2 separate regions of the Pan troglodytes genome follow, and region 1 is linked to region 2. A link is a contact called in public HiChIP or PLAC-seq data. All regions are on one chromosome and are shown on one strand. The core of a region is the stretch at or near the end of the contact, and the rest is flanking DNA. Distances in the headings are between cores, read along the strand shown. Region 1 holds the start of IGSF8 (immunoglobulin superfamily member 8). Region 2 holds the start of PEX19 (peroxisomal biogenesis factor 19).

Region 1 (6,175 bases), core at 3,613-6,112, 190 kb after region 2:
CAGCAGATGGGGGAAGCAGTGAACAGTAGAGACCCATTTAGAAGTCTCCTCTCCTTTGCCACTGGTCCCACTGTGCCTGTGGGCCCTAGCTTTGATCATAATGGGGCACCATGACACACATGTTTTCATTTCATCTTCACAACAATCCTCAAAAAATAATGAGATCGGTACTCTAGTAATTCTCACTTTACAGATGATGACACTGAGGCTAGAGAAAGTGAGTAACAGGATTCAGGCTACACAGCTGGCAAATTCAGGTCTGTGCTGTCTGCTTCTGAAATCCCAGCCCCCAAGCTTTTTACTTAATTGAAAACACAGAAGCTTTATTTCTTATGCCTGAGCTCCTGATTGGTAACCTGGCTCATCCCCTGATTTCCAGGTTCGTTCTGGCCAGTCCCCTTTCCCCAGGGCTATCCAGTTCAGGAGCTGGGATCCTTCATGCCAGTGCTCAGGGCCTCAGTACCAGCTGGATTCCCTATCACCCTGCCCTGCTGGCTGGTTGGACCTCTACATCTTTGTCGTCTCCCAGCTCCTTCTGAGGACAATAATTTGTATGGTATAGATGCGGCCCGCAACATGGCTGAAGGCTTGTGCTGTGGAGTCAGAATGCCCGGAGAAGAAATCCTAGGTCTACCACTAATTGGACACATTTTTTTTTTGAGACAGGGTCTTGCTGTGTTGTCCAGGCTGGAGTGTAGTGGTGCAACTGTGGCTTACTGCAGCCTCACCTTCCTAGGCTCAAGCAAACCTCCTGCCTCAGCCTCTTGAGTAGCTGGGACTACAGTTGGTGCCCACCATGTCTGGCTAGTTGTTTGTTTTTTTGAAAAATTTTTAGTAGTGACAGGGTCTTGCTATGTTGCCCAGGCTGGTCTGGAACACCTAGGCTCAAGCAATCCTCCGGCCTTGGCCTCCCAAAGTGCTGGGATTACAGGTGTGAGCCACTGTGCCTGGCTTGGGCAAATTTTTTAGCTTCTCTGAACTTCAATTTTTTTTTAACAGCTCTAACTTATAGAGTCATTTTGAGAATTACAGTGCCCAGTGAAGGTTAGCAATTATTTTATGCCCTTGATTTCCAATGTCCTGGCCTTCAGACTGTGATTTCTTTTTCAGCTTGATCTGATCTCCAGCGTCCTTCCCGCCCTACAGAACAGAACTCAGCCCTTCCTAGGCTGCTTAGGAAGCCAGCCTGGTTGTTTCCTGAGGGGTGGAAGGTTCAGGTTCTGAAATAAGAGGAGGAACTTTCTATCAGCTGTAGATGGAAGTGACTAGTGTATGATGGACTCCAGAGGAACTAACAGTGTCCACTGTGGAGGTGACATGACCACAAGAGAGGAAGGGCCCAGATTCCTTCTCTTGTCACTCGGTGTGTCCTCACTTCCTCAGTCACTCAGCAAATGTCTGTTGAGCTTCTACTCCTTGCCAGGAAACTCTGTAGGCTTTGGGGAAGGGCAAAAAAGAGTTAACAGTGGCTTTGAGAAGCTCACAGCCAGGATGGAGAGGCAGATATAAACAAGCCCTGTAATTACAATGCAGAGTGGGAAACTCTACCAAGGAGCTGAGAACAGGGTGCAGTGGGAGCAAGGGGGTGGGTCGCGTTAGCATCAAAACTCTGGGCCCCCGCTCTCTCCCATGGCCAGCTCGGTCACCCCCACTGTTCCATCTGTTTCTTTGTTTTTGCAGAGTCTTTATTTCTGGCTTTGTTTTCCCTTCACTTTCCTAATAGAGAGCCTTTGGAAAAATTCCACTCTTGTTTCAGTTGGAACAGGGAAAAGGAAAATTGTCTACTCTTCAGCCAAAATAGCCAAGGGGTGCTGGGTTCCTGGAGAGTCCAGGTGGACAAGCAGAGGAAGCAGGGACTGTCCCGAGGGAGCCAGGGGAGAGCCTGCAGCGCGGCAGGCATGGGGCAGGGAGAGGTGAAAACACAGGATGAGCTGTGCCTGGCTGGAAGGCCCAGGCGGCTGTGTGCCTCGAATCCTCTTCCAGAGCTCTCTCTGCATCTCCTGTCCTCTGTTCTGATTGGAAGAGAGAGTTGAGACTTCTTCCACTCTTTCCCCACCCAGGTAGCTGTGAAGGGCTGGGACCCCAGAGTTAGAAGTGAGTCTTTGACATTATTCACAGCAGAGGGCTGTGTGTGTGTGTGTGTGTGTGTGTGTGTGTGAAATCCCTCCTTTCCCCTCCCTCTTTCCCCATACCACCACACACACAACGCTCGTTGTTCCCTGGGCCTTCAATTCTGCATTCATCCATTCAACACATATTTATTGAACACTCACTATGTGCTGGAAGCTGGAGCTGTGTAGTGGAAAAAGTTATTTCAGAAGGTTGCATAGGCACCAGATATGCATGTGTGTGCCTGAATATACGCACATGTATGTATGAATCAATGTGGGCAGGCTAGGGAAACAGGAGGAAGAAGGGAAGAAGAATGTTTGGGAAACTGAAGTTTGGGCATCAGGTAGCTTGCATTTGCATCTGGGTGCTACCATTTGCTAGCTGTGTGACCTCGGGTAAATTATATGAGCTTTCTGTGCTTCTGTCTCCCAGCTGTAAAATAGAGATACTCGTAGTATTCACCTCATGGGGTTGTTGTGAAAGCTGAATGAATGAATGCGCACAGAGTGTGTGCAACGGTGCCCAGCATGAAGTAGGTGCTCTGTAGGTATTAGCAATTGTTCCCTTCTCACCCCACTCAGAGCTGGGTGGAGACAAACTCGTAAATGACTGGCAGTCACCTGGTGCTACCCGCCTCCTGCCCCCTGAGGCTCATCTACAACGCTCAGCCCACAAACCTCTGTCTAACCAAACCACTTCCATCTCCTGCCCTTGGCTGACCCCCACTCCACCCTAGGCTGCTCAGGGTAGAGAAAAAGTAATATCACACAGTGGGGGTTGCTTCAGTCCCACGCTACCCTCCAGACATATATCTGAGCTGTCAGTTCCCTCTTAGCAGACTGGGAATGGAGAAGTGGGATGGGTGAGCATCTGGGGCGGAGCCCAGGCTCGCAGCACCCACCCAATGGGACTGGGGAACAAAGAACTTGTCAGGAGGTCAGAAGGGAGATCGAGGGGATTCCAGCTCTGAGGAATCCATGTGTGGCATTTGAGCGTGGGTGGCAGCTGGCAGGAATCCTTGGTTCAGAACTGGCAGGGCCCCCTCAGGAGTCAGGGCCAGATCGTGCCAAAGCCCCAGTGGCATCGTGGCTCTGCTATTCCTGAACAGCTGTGCTGCTCCCCTTGGCATAGGGTTCAAGAATGGGGGCAGGAGTGTGGGCCTAGCCAGGGAAAGAGGAGGGTTCAGAGAGTAGACACACACACACACACACACACACACACACACACACACACACACACAGTCCACCATGAAGGTGCAGATGCCTGGCTCAGGGAGAAAAGAGGGGAGGGAGAGGGTGGAAAGCGAATGTGTGTGTGTGTGTCGGGGGGGGAGCTGGCTTGTGGTTCTGTCAGTGTGTTTGGTGTTTGGGTGTGCATAATGTCTCTGTGTTTATCTTTGTGTGTGCACTTCTGTTTCAGTGTGTCTCTGAATGAGTTTGTTATCAGGGCGAGGGTAGGTTTTTGTGCTACTTCTGTCTCTGACTCTGCTTGAGCCTCTCAGCAACTCAGCAGAGAGAATTTTCCCTTCTGGGAGGGTGGGAAAATATAGCTCATCAGGGCAGTATGGGCCAATGCTTTATAAACACACATAAATCACAGGACATTCTTGTGTGTGATCCTTAGCTCCCCACAAAGCTAGGGTTGATACACATTTAAAAGAGAGAGAGCTGAGTCCTATGTATGCTTGTGCCATTTCTATATGTCTGACAGTCTGACGAGCATGTGTGCTTATGTATTTGATGTATTTGTCACTTTGTCCCCATGGCAGTATCTGTGTCTACAGCTTGGTATATACTCATGTGTGCTAAGCCCATATTTAACTGTGTCCCTAGTGACGTTTGTCTTTAAGCAGCAACATAACAGGAGTTAGAAGCACAGGCTCCACAGTGAGGTGATCCGTTTCGAATCCCTGTGTGGACAGTAACTAATCCATTAACCTTGGACAAGTTTCTTAACTTTTCTATGCCTCAGTTTTCTCACAGGGATAATAATAGCACGTGAGGATAAATGAGATCACATTTAGTGCCTGACACAGGTCAGCATATGTGAATGGTCCTGTCTTTGAACGTGCTCCTCTCTGAGAGCTGTCTGCTTGGTTGTGACTGTGGTGTGTCACATCTCAGCTGGATTATAAACTGCTTTTGGGCAGAGCGTGGGTCTCAATTATCTTTAACAATACTCATGACTCCTCAGTGTCACCTTGGTGTCTTGTGTATATGTCATCTTGAGGTGAAATGAGACCTGTTTCATGTGAAACAGGACAGGTGTCGGATGCAGGCCCACGCCTGGGGTAGTACATGGAGGGCAGGTGGGAAGCTGGTGATGGCAGTGACAACACAGCCCAGCCGGGCATCAGGGTCCCTCATGGTCACTACTGCATACCTGCCAGGTCTCTCTGCAAACCCAGGCTCCCTCCTCCTTCGTGTCTCAGTCTGGCCTGGAAACTCACTGAAGGGCTTCCTTCCTCCTTTCTCTGCTCACCCCACCCTAGGGCACCAGCCTAGGTGTGTGTTTTTAATGGATGAGATGAGTGCCCTCCAATCTACACCATGCATCGCTGTTTTGCAGCTTGTGTGTGTTTGCGCATGGCTCTGTGGGGGTGTGTTTCTGGGAGCCGTCTTTCTGTCTGATCCCCGCTCCATTACAGTGGGGACATGTGTCTGTGTGTGTGACGTGCCTCGTGCCTGGGGTTTGTTCTCCTCCCCCAGCTTTCCCAGTTACATAAGCAGCTGAGGGGTCCGTCAGGCCTGGGCTGTGGGCTCCCTCTGCTGGCCGCCTCTGGAACCTGCAGTCTGGGTTCCAGAGGTGCCTGGGTTCCAGAGGGGCCTGCTGAAGACACTGTTCTCTCCTTGGGCCTTATCCCTTCTGGAGGGAGACACCAACCCAGTTCTCAACGCCAACCTGCCCCCAGCTCCTTCCCAGCCCCGGGCCACAGGGTAAGAGAGGATACCTCACCTCCCTGAAGACCCCTCTCATCATGCTCATACTGGGGGTTGGTTATGACTTGTTTATGAAATGTATCCCTAACATATAGAACTATGTTCCCTGAGGGCAGGGGAGCAGGCCCACCTTGTTTACCATGGCATCTCCAGTGCCCAGTACAAGGCCTGGACCAATCAATATTTGTTGAATGACTGAGTTTACAGGGTGGAGAGGCTTGGGAGGAGGGACAGTGAGGTGTAGGAAGATTTGGGGCTTTGGGGACAGACAGACAAGCCTGGGCTGAAGTCACCCCTAAGCCACTTAAAAACTGTGTGGCCTTGGGCAAGGTACTTAACCTGCCTAACCTCAAGTTTCTCTTCTGTTAAATGACACCACCTTGCAAAATATGCTATAAGGACTAGGACTAATATCCAAAAGGGCCTTCTTGTGTAAGCATTTCATAAATGACATCTATCATTATTACAATTGGTAACATCTTTCATCCCTCAAGCATCATGAAGGCATTAAATCCACTCGATAATTAAATCCATTATAAAGGGAGAGACGTGTTCTTCCAAAAGCTTCCCCTATGAGTTTCAGTTTTCACATAGCTCGATATGCCTGTGGATGGATTTAGATGATGAGGTTCTGGAGCAACCTTCTGGATATTTCAAAGTGGGAATAAACAGGCACCCTATTGCCCTGTTCATGGGCCAGTGCTGGCAGTCCTGGGAAGTGAGGGCTGGACCTCTGATCTCCCTTCAAGGCCTCAGTTTCTCTGGCTTCTCCAGGGTTCCTCAATGTGGCTTCTACTGGCAACCCCGTGAGCATCTTCTCAGAGTCAGGCACTGTGCCACGCTTGAGGAATACCATGTCAAGGAAGGTCTGGTCTGGCCTGTGCCACTTACCCTCTCTGGGCCTCAGTTTCCTCTTCTGTAAAGGGGGGGGTGAGTGAGTGGGAGGGAAGGGGGATGAGAGGGGAGAGGGAGGATGTTGGAGGGTAGAGGGTGGTAAATGGGCTCTGGGGTCACCTCCCACTGACAGTCACTCTGACAGCCTTGGCTTTGCAAACCTGGCCATCTCTTCTCCCCATTCTGGTCTCATCCTTCCTGCCCCTGCCCACTTCCCATCTTTACAGTTC
Region 2 (5,997 bases), core at 2,151-4,650:
AATGCACACTGCGGGTTATTGATTTGTTCTTTACAACTATTGTTCTCATATTTCTCACACTAAATAAATCTCTATGAGAGCTTCTTGACTTGGCCATTTATTTCTTGGACACTCTCATGTTCTTGTTCACCCATGCAGGCACCCCACCAAAGTACATATCTTCCTTCCAGTAATCATTTTTAATTACAAAATAAACATCCACTATTGGGAAAAAAAAAAAGCTAGCCAGGCATGGTGGTGGGTGCCTGTAATCCCAGCTACTCTGGAGGCTGAGGCAGAGGATTTCTTGAACCTGGGAGGCGGAGGTTGCAGTAAGCTGAGATCGCGCCACCGCACTCCAGCCTGGGCGACAGAGTGAGACTCCATCTCAAAAAAAAGAAAGAAAAAAAGAAGCACATATTTTTCATAGGATATATATGAGGACCTAAACTGCTGTGAAAATGATAGAAAGCAAGTAGCTCCCTTATTCTGTTTTTGATTGCAGCCTTTTATCTTTTGCTAATTATAGCAATATTTATTGAGCACCTGCCATGTGACTGTCACTGTTCTAGATATTTTACATGTAATATACAGATAAAAGAATAGTACTTTATATATATCACAATGATACAATGATTACATTAACAATACAATATTTTGCTTGTCATATGCTAAGAATAATTGGGTAGAGTGACGTTACTGTGCCTTTGATTAAAATAAGTACTTTTTTGCGTGTTAAATTCATGTTTTCAATAAATAATAAATGCATATAGTTGAAAAATCAGTAAATATAAAAAGCTATTCTGTGACAAATCTTTCCACCCTTTCATCAGCCACCCAGTTCCTATCACCTTCCCCTAAACAGGTAACCACTGTTACCAGCTTTCTTACATCCTTCCAGAAATTTTATATATATATATATATATATACACATACACACACATATACATGCACATGCTGATATCACTATGCCATTCTCTATCTCCTTTTATACACAAATGAAACCACACTATTTAACAATTTTGTACCTTTGTTTTTTCATTTAGCATTTTTGGTATTTTCTCGTATCAATATATTAGGGAGCTTCACTTTGTTTTTTACTTCTCTTCATACTATACGTTGTATTTTTTAGCTTTATCTTAAGAGTTGCTTTTTTAAACAGCATCCCTAAACTAAGGCTGCCTTCTCAACAGTGTACATACTACTAATGAGATTGCGCCATTGCACTCCACCCTGGGGTACAAGAGCGAGACTTCGTCTCAAAAAAAAAAAATGTACATATTAGCCGGGAGTGGTGGCTCACGCCTGTAATCCCACCACTTTGGGAGGCCAAGGCAGGCAGATCACCTGAGGTCAGGAGTTCGAGAACAGCCTGGCCAACACGGTGAAACCCTGTTTCTACGAAAAATACAAAAATTAGCTGGGTAGGGTGGCAGGCACCTGTAATCCCAGCTACTCAGGAGGCTGAGGCAGGAGAATTGCTTGAACCCGGGAGGCGGAGGTTGCAGTGAACTGAGATAACACCATTGCACTCCAGCCTGGGGGACAAGAGCAAGACTTTGTCTTAAAAAAAAAAAAAAAAAGCCGGGCGTGGTGGCTCACGCCTGTAATCCCAGCACTTGGGGAGGCCAAGGCAGGCGGAACACGAGGTCAGGAGATCGAGACCATCCTGGCTAACATGGTGAAACCCTGTCTCTACTAAAAATACAAAAAATTAGCCAGGCGTGGTGGCGGGGACCTGTAGTACCAGCTACTCAGGAGGCTGAGGTAGGAGAATGGCATGAACCTGGGAGGCGGAGGTTGCAGTGAGCCGAGATCATGCCACTGAACTCCAGCCTGGGCGACAGAGCAAGACTCTGTCTCAAAAAAAAAAAAAAAAAAAAAGTACATACTACTTTGATGACACTTTCCCAAGTTACAAACATTATCCCTATAAACATAGACAAGTTGGTGGTAAATTTTGGCAAATTTTTTAAATTTATAATTTGCAAATTAAATTACAAAATTAATTTTGCACACAAAAACATTATTACTGAGGGATATGGAAAAACTTTACAATTCCTGCCTCTTGAATCTTACATAATTGGGGAAACAAGATGTGAAATAATTGTGATTCCCAGGCAAGAATAAGAATTTGTTTGATAAACTGTGGAGAACCATTAAATCCTTAAGGAACAGAGTGATGTGAAAGCGCTATAAAATACTGTTATTCAACAGTATTCGCTATACATTAGAAGGGCAGAAGGAGCAGTCAGTAGGTCAGTAAATACTGAGATGAGATGTTAGGAATATTAGTAGTAAAAAGAGAAAAGCAGAAAGAAGTTTAAGAAATAATGCAAAGAAAGAATCATGCTTGTTTTTGACTCCATTTTAATTATCATCTATTATCTTTTAATTAACATGCTTATATTACATTAGTTTAAAGCCAATTGACCAGGTGTAGTGGCTCACATCTATAATCCCAGTACTTTGGGAGGCCAAGGTGGGCATATCACTTGAGGTCAGGAGTTAAAGACCAGCCTGGCCAATATGGTGAAACACTGTCTCTACTAAAAATACAAAAATTAGTTGGGCATGGTGGCGCGAGCCTGCAGACCCAGCTACTCAGGTGGCTGAGACAGGAGAATCACTTGAACCCGGGAGGTGGAGGCTGCAGTGAGCCAAAATTGCACCACTGCACTCCAGCCTGGGCGACAGTGAAACTCTGTCTCAAAAAATAAAACTAATAGAGATGCCTGTTGATAGACAAGTTTTCTTTTTTTAACGTGCTTGTTACAACTATAGCCATATTGGAGATACACGTGTAAGCAGTTTGAATGAGAAAGTCTGGAATAAATTATGTTGCAGGTGTTGGGGAAACAGGTTTATCAGGAAAGGATTTGATTACAGAAGTTTAGAATTGTAAAGGACTTCAAAAGTGATTAGTGGCAGAATTGGGGCTGGAATTTAGGCTTTCTAACTCACAGTTCATAATATTTTGATCCCAAAACACACTACTTGTGGTTGGAAGAAAACAGGTTTTGCAGATATGATTTTACAAGTCTGTGCCCTATCTGTGAAGGACATAGTAAGTGCTTGATCTGGTGCTTGATGCAGTACTCAAATGTGTGTTTAGGAAGCTAAGAATGAAAGTGATGAGGTGAATTAACACAGGATTTTTTTTCATTTAAAATTCTTACCTTGTATCATACTTACTGTGTGTATATCTCATCATACCTCCGGCTCACCCCCACTTAGCTACCTTACAGCAGGGGGTGGTCCTGATTTATCTCTCTGTCCTCACTGTGCCCAGAACAAGACCTTAATAATAGGTGCTAAGTGCGAAAACAGATTTGTATGTGAAACAGTTGCTACATTCTGACATCTGAATAGAACAATTCCAAAGGAGGAAAGGGACGTCTAGAGTTACCTCTATCTGAGCATTCCCCGTGTTCACTCAGTTGGAGGTTGGGTTCTGTGTGGAGAAAAGGAGATGGTTCAGGGAAAGTAAGTCTATTACTACTGCATTCGAATTGCCCTGCTCAGTCCAAGGTCCCAGAGGCTCTCTTAATAACATTGAGTTCTAAGTTCCTGGCCGGCCCTGTGTCCTTTAATCAAACAGTTCTAATAGATAATAGGAAATGAGAGATGCCACTAGATTGGGCAGACAGATGTGCCTGATTAGGGACTGCGAGAGCAAAGAGTGGCCAATGAATGCCTACTAAGTTTTAAACCCTAGCCTGGGAGTTGGGCTTTACAGCAGTGAAGACAACAGACGAAAATCTTTGCCTTCATGGTGTTTAAATTCTGCAGGGTGGGGAGCGGAGAATAAACAAGTACGGTAGATAGTATGTCAGATACTGTTCAGTGTTAGGAAGAAAAGGAACGGGAATGGCCAAGGAAAGCGTTTCAGAAAAGATAATATTTGAGTGAAACAATGAAGTGAAGCCGGGCGCAGTGGCTCACGCCTGTAATCCCAGCACTTCGGGAGGCCGAGGTGGGCGGATCACCTGAGGTCCGGAGTTCGAGACCAGCCTGGCCAACCAGCCCGGCCAACATGTTAAAACCCCGTCTCTACAAAAATTAGTCGGACGTGGTGTCGCGCGCCTGTAATCCTAGCTACACGGGAGGCTGAGGCAGGAAGAATCGCTTGAACCCGGGAGGCCAAGGCTGCAGTGAGCCGAGATGGCGCCACTGCATTCCAGCGTAGGCGACAGAGCAAGACTCCTTCTCAAAAAAAAATTAAAAAAAAAAAATGAAATGAGAGAAAGTAGTATGTTATGTGCCATAATTGTCATCTCAATTATATATGTTTAGATTCTGGTTATTTGTAGGCAGTTTGTCTCAATCTGGCCTACTCACAGCTCAGGAAAAAATAATGAAAGAGCTTCGCCAGGTAATTTGGGAAGTTGAAAGAAAGGAGTCCGGGCCTCTAAAACCAGACAGAAAATAACCCTATCTTATCCCTAATTCTCTGTTTCACAGGAGAAAAGGGAAAAATACCCAAAACACAAACACTCAAAGCTTCCTGGCCCTTTAAAAATGGCGGTTCCGCACTGGTCAACAATACCATTGGTTACCCGAGGCAGAAGAGGGCGGGAGCGAAGGGGTGGAGGGCGTGGCGGCACCGAAGAGGTCCCGCCTCCTACGGCAAGTCGGAGGTAGCAAGATGGCCGCCGCTGAGGAAGGCTGTAGTGTCGGGGCCGAAGCGGACAGGGAATTGGAGGAGCTTCTGGAAAGTAAGAGTCCAAAGTGGGAAAGGCCCGAAGAGGGCAGGTGTGAGGACCCATTCTGGGGGTTAAGTGAACCTGAGATATTAGGGACGGGGCAGGAGAGGCTCTCCAAAGGTTAAATGGGGGCGGAGAGTCTGACCCCCGAGCCCCCCAAAAATCTCTGGGTCATCCTGCCCCACCCCGGCGACTGGAGCTGGGGAGCTCACCTGGGGTCCCTCAGTGGTCCGGATGGTGGATGTTTCCGCAGGACGGCGTTTCATGATACCTCTTCAAACTCCTCTTTAGGTTACTAAGTTCTTAAAGTCCGACTTCAGCAGCAGTAGCAGCAGCAGCAGCATTTGGTTCTTGCTGGGTAGCGAACCACGCACTCACTGATTGCTTACATTAACTCCTAGCAAGCTCGTGGCCGGTCCTCGTGTGCCTCGTCCTGTCTTCCTTTACACGAAAGACACTTTTCTCCTCCTAGTCCTTTTCTCTTTCTCTCGTTAGGCCCCTTAACAGTTATTTCATCTTGTCAGTAGCTCAAGCGGACTCCTTTCCCTTATTTTGAGAAACTGAGGATGTGGCGATTTCAGGGGAAAGCAGTTCACCCTCTTGAAAGACGGGGGATGTTTTCTTAGCATTACTCTCCCCTCCCCTGTTGACTTCTTGCCCAGAGTAGGGCCAGTGCTCTGTCCCTAGGCCTGGCGAGCAGAATGGTGGTGAGGACACAGGCTTTTCAGGGCAGAGGTGAATTTGTAATCGCTTGCTCAATCACGGAGATGTGGGCAGGCAGAAAAATGAACAGAAACCCTGAGGAGTGCCAAGTGACTGTGTAAATTAGTGTACGGTTATCTGCAGAGATCAGGCCAAAGGGAGCTCTAGAAGGTTGTGGGGGAGCACTAAACTGGAGAATAAGAGAAGATAGTTTAATGCCTTACCATGGAGTCTGGTATGTAGTCCCTCAGTCTGTGCTGGTACCAGTACCAACAGGAAGCTGGGTGGGATGTCCTGTGCTTTCTCACCAAGTTATTCCTTTTAGAGCTCCAGAGTGAGTTCAGAGGGATAAGGACATCTGTGTTCTCTACTCCTGTTGGGTATTTGTATGGGATTTCTAGGGAATCGTTAGGGTGTGGCAAGGGAGACACTATAGATGGAGATGTCTCTGCAGAACTTTTTAATCCTCTCCTCCCAGCTCTGAGATGGACATTTGTTCCACCTTAAGGGATTTCTTTGCCTTTGCTCACAATAAATTAGGTAATCCAGAAGGAAGTAGGAGGCTCATTGAGGGTGGTCTGGGGAGGTGGGGGACTCAAGGAGGAAAATT

What was found. HiChIP or PLAC-seq counts read pairs in DNA pulled down with a chosen protein or histone mark.
Region 1: a contact with region 2 is called in an H3K4me3 HiChIP or PLAC-seq map of stem cell-derived excitatory neurons, with 2.9 times the contacts expected there. The contact joins the promoter of IGSF8 here to the promoter of PEX19 in region 2. A contact is called at or near these places in 2 of 7 Hi-C or Micro-C datasets (blood and stem cell-derived neural progenitor cells) and 1 of 1 datasets of contacts at active chromatin or transcription factors (stem cell-derived excitatory neurons).

Annotation. Positions count from the first base shown.
Region 1 is chr1:89,096,152-89,102,326 of NHGRI_mPanTro3-v2.0_pri, forward strand. It overlaps IGSF8 (immunoglobulin superfamily member 8), which reads left to right and starts at 4,863. Exons shown (of 8, transcript XM_054687457.2): 1 at 4,863-6,175.
Region 2 is chr1:88,912,434-88,918,430 of NHGRI_mPanTro3-v2.0_pri, forward strand. It overlaps PEX19 (peroxisomal biogenesis factor 19), which reads left to right and starts at 3,401. Exons shown (of 9, transcript XM_001171920.8): 1 at 3,401-3,465; 2 at 4,444-4,697. The coding sequence starts at 4,628. It overlaps LOC107968979 (a long non-coding RNA gene), which reads right to left and starts at 4,985. Exons shown (of 3, transcript XR_001710549.4): 1 at 4,898-4,985; 2 at 3,389-3,433. COPA (COPI coat complex subunit alpha) reads left to right here. Exons shown (of 33, transcript XM_001171574.6): 33 at 1-88.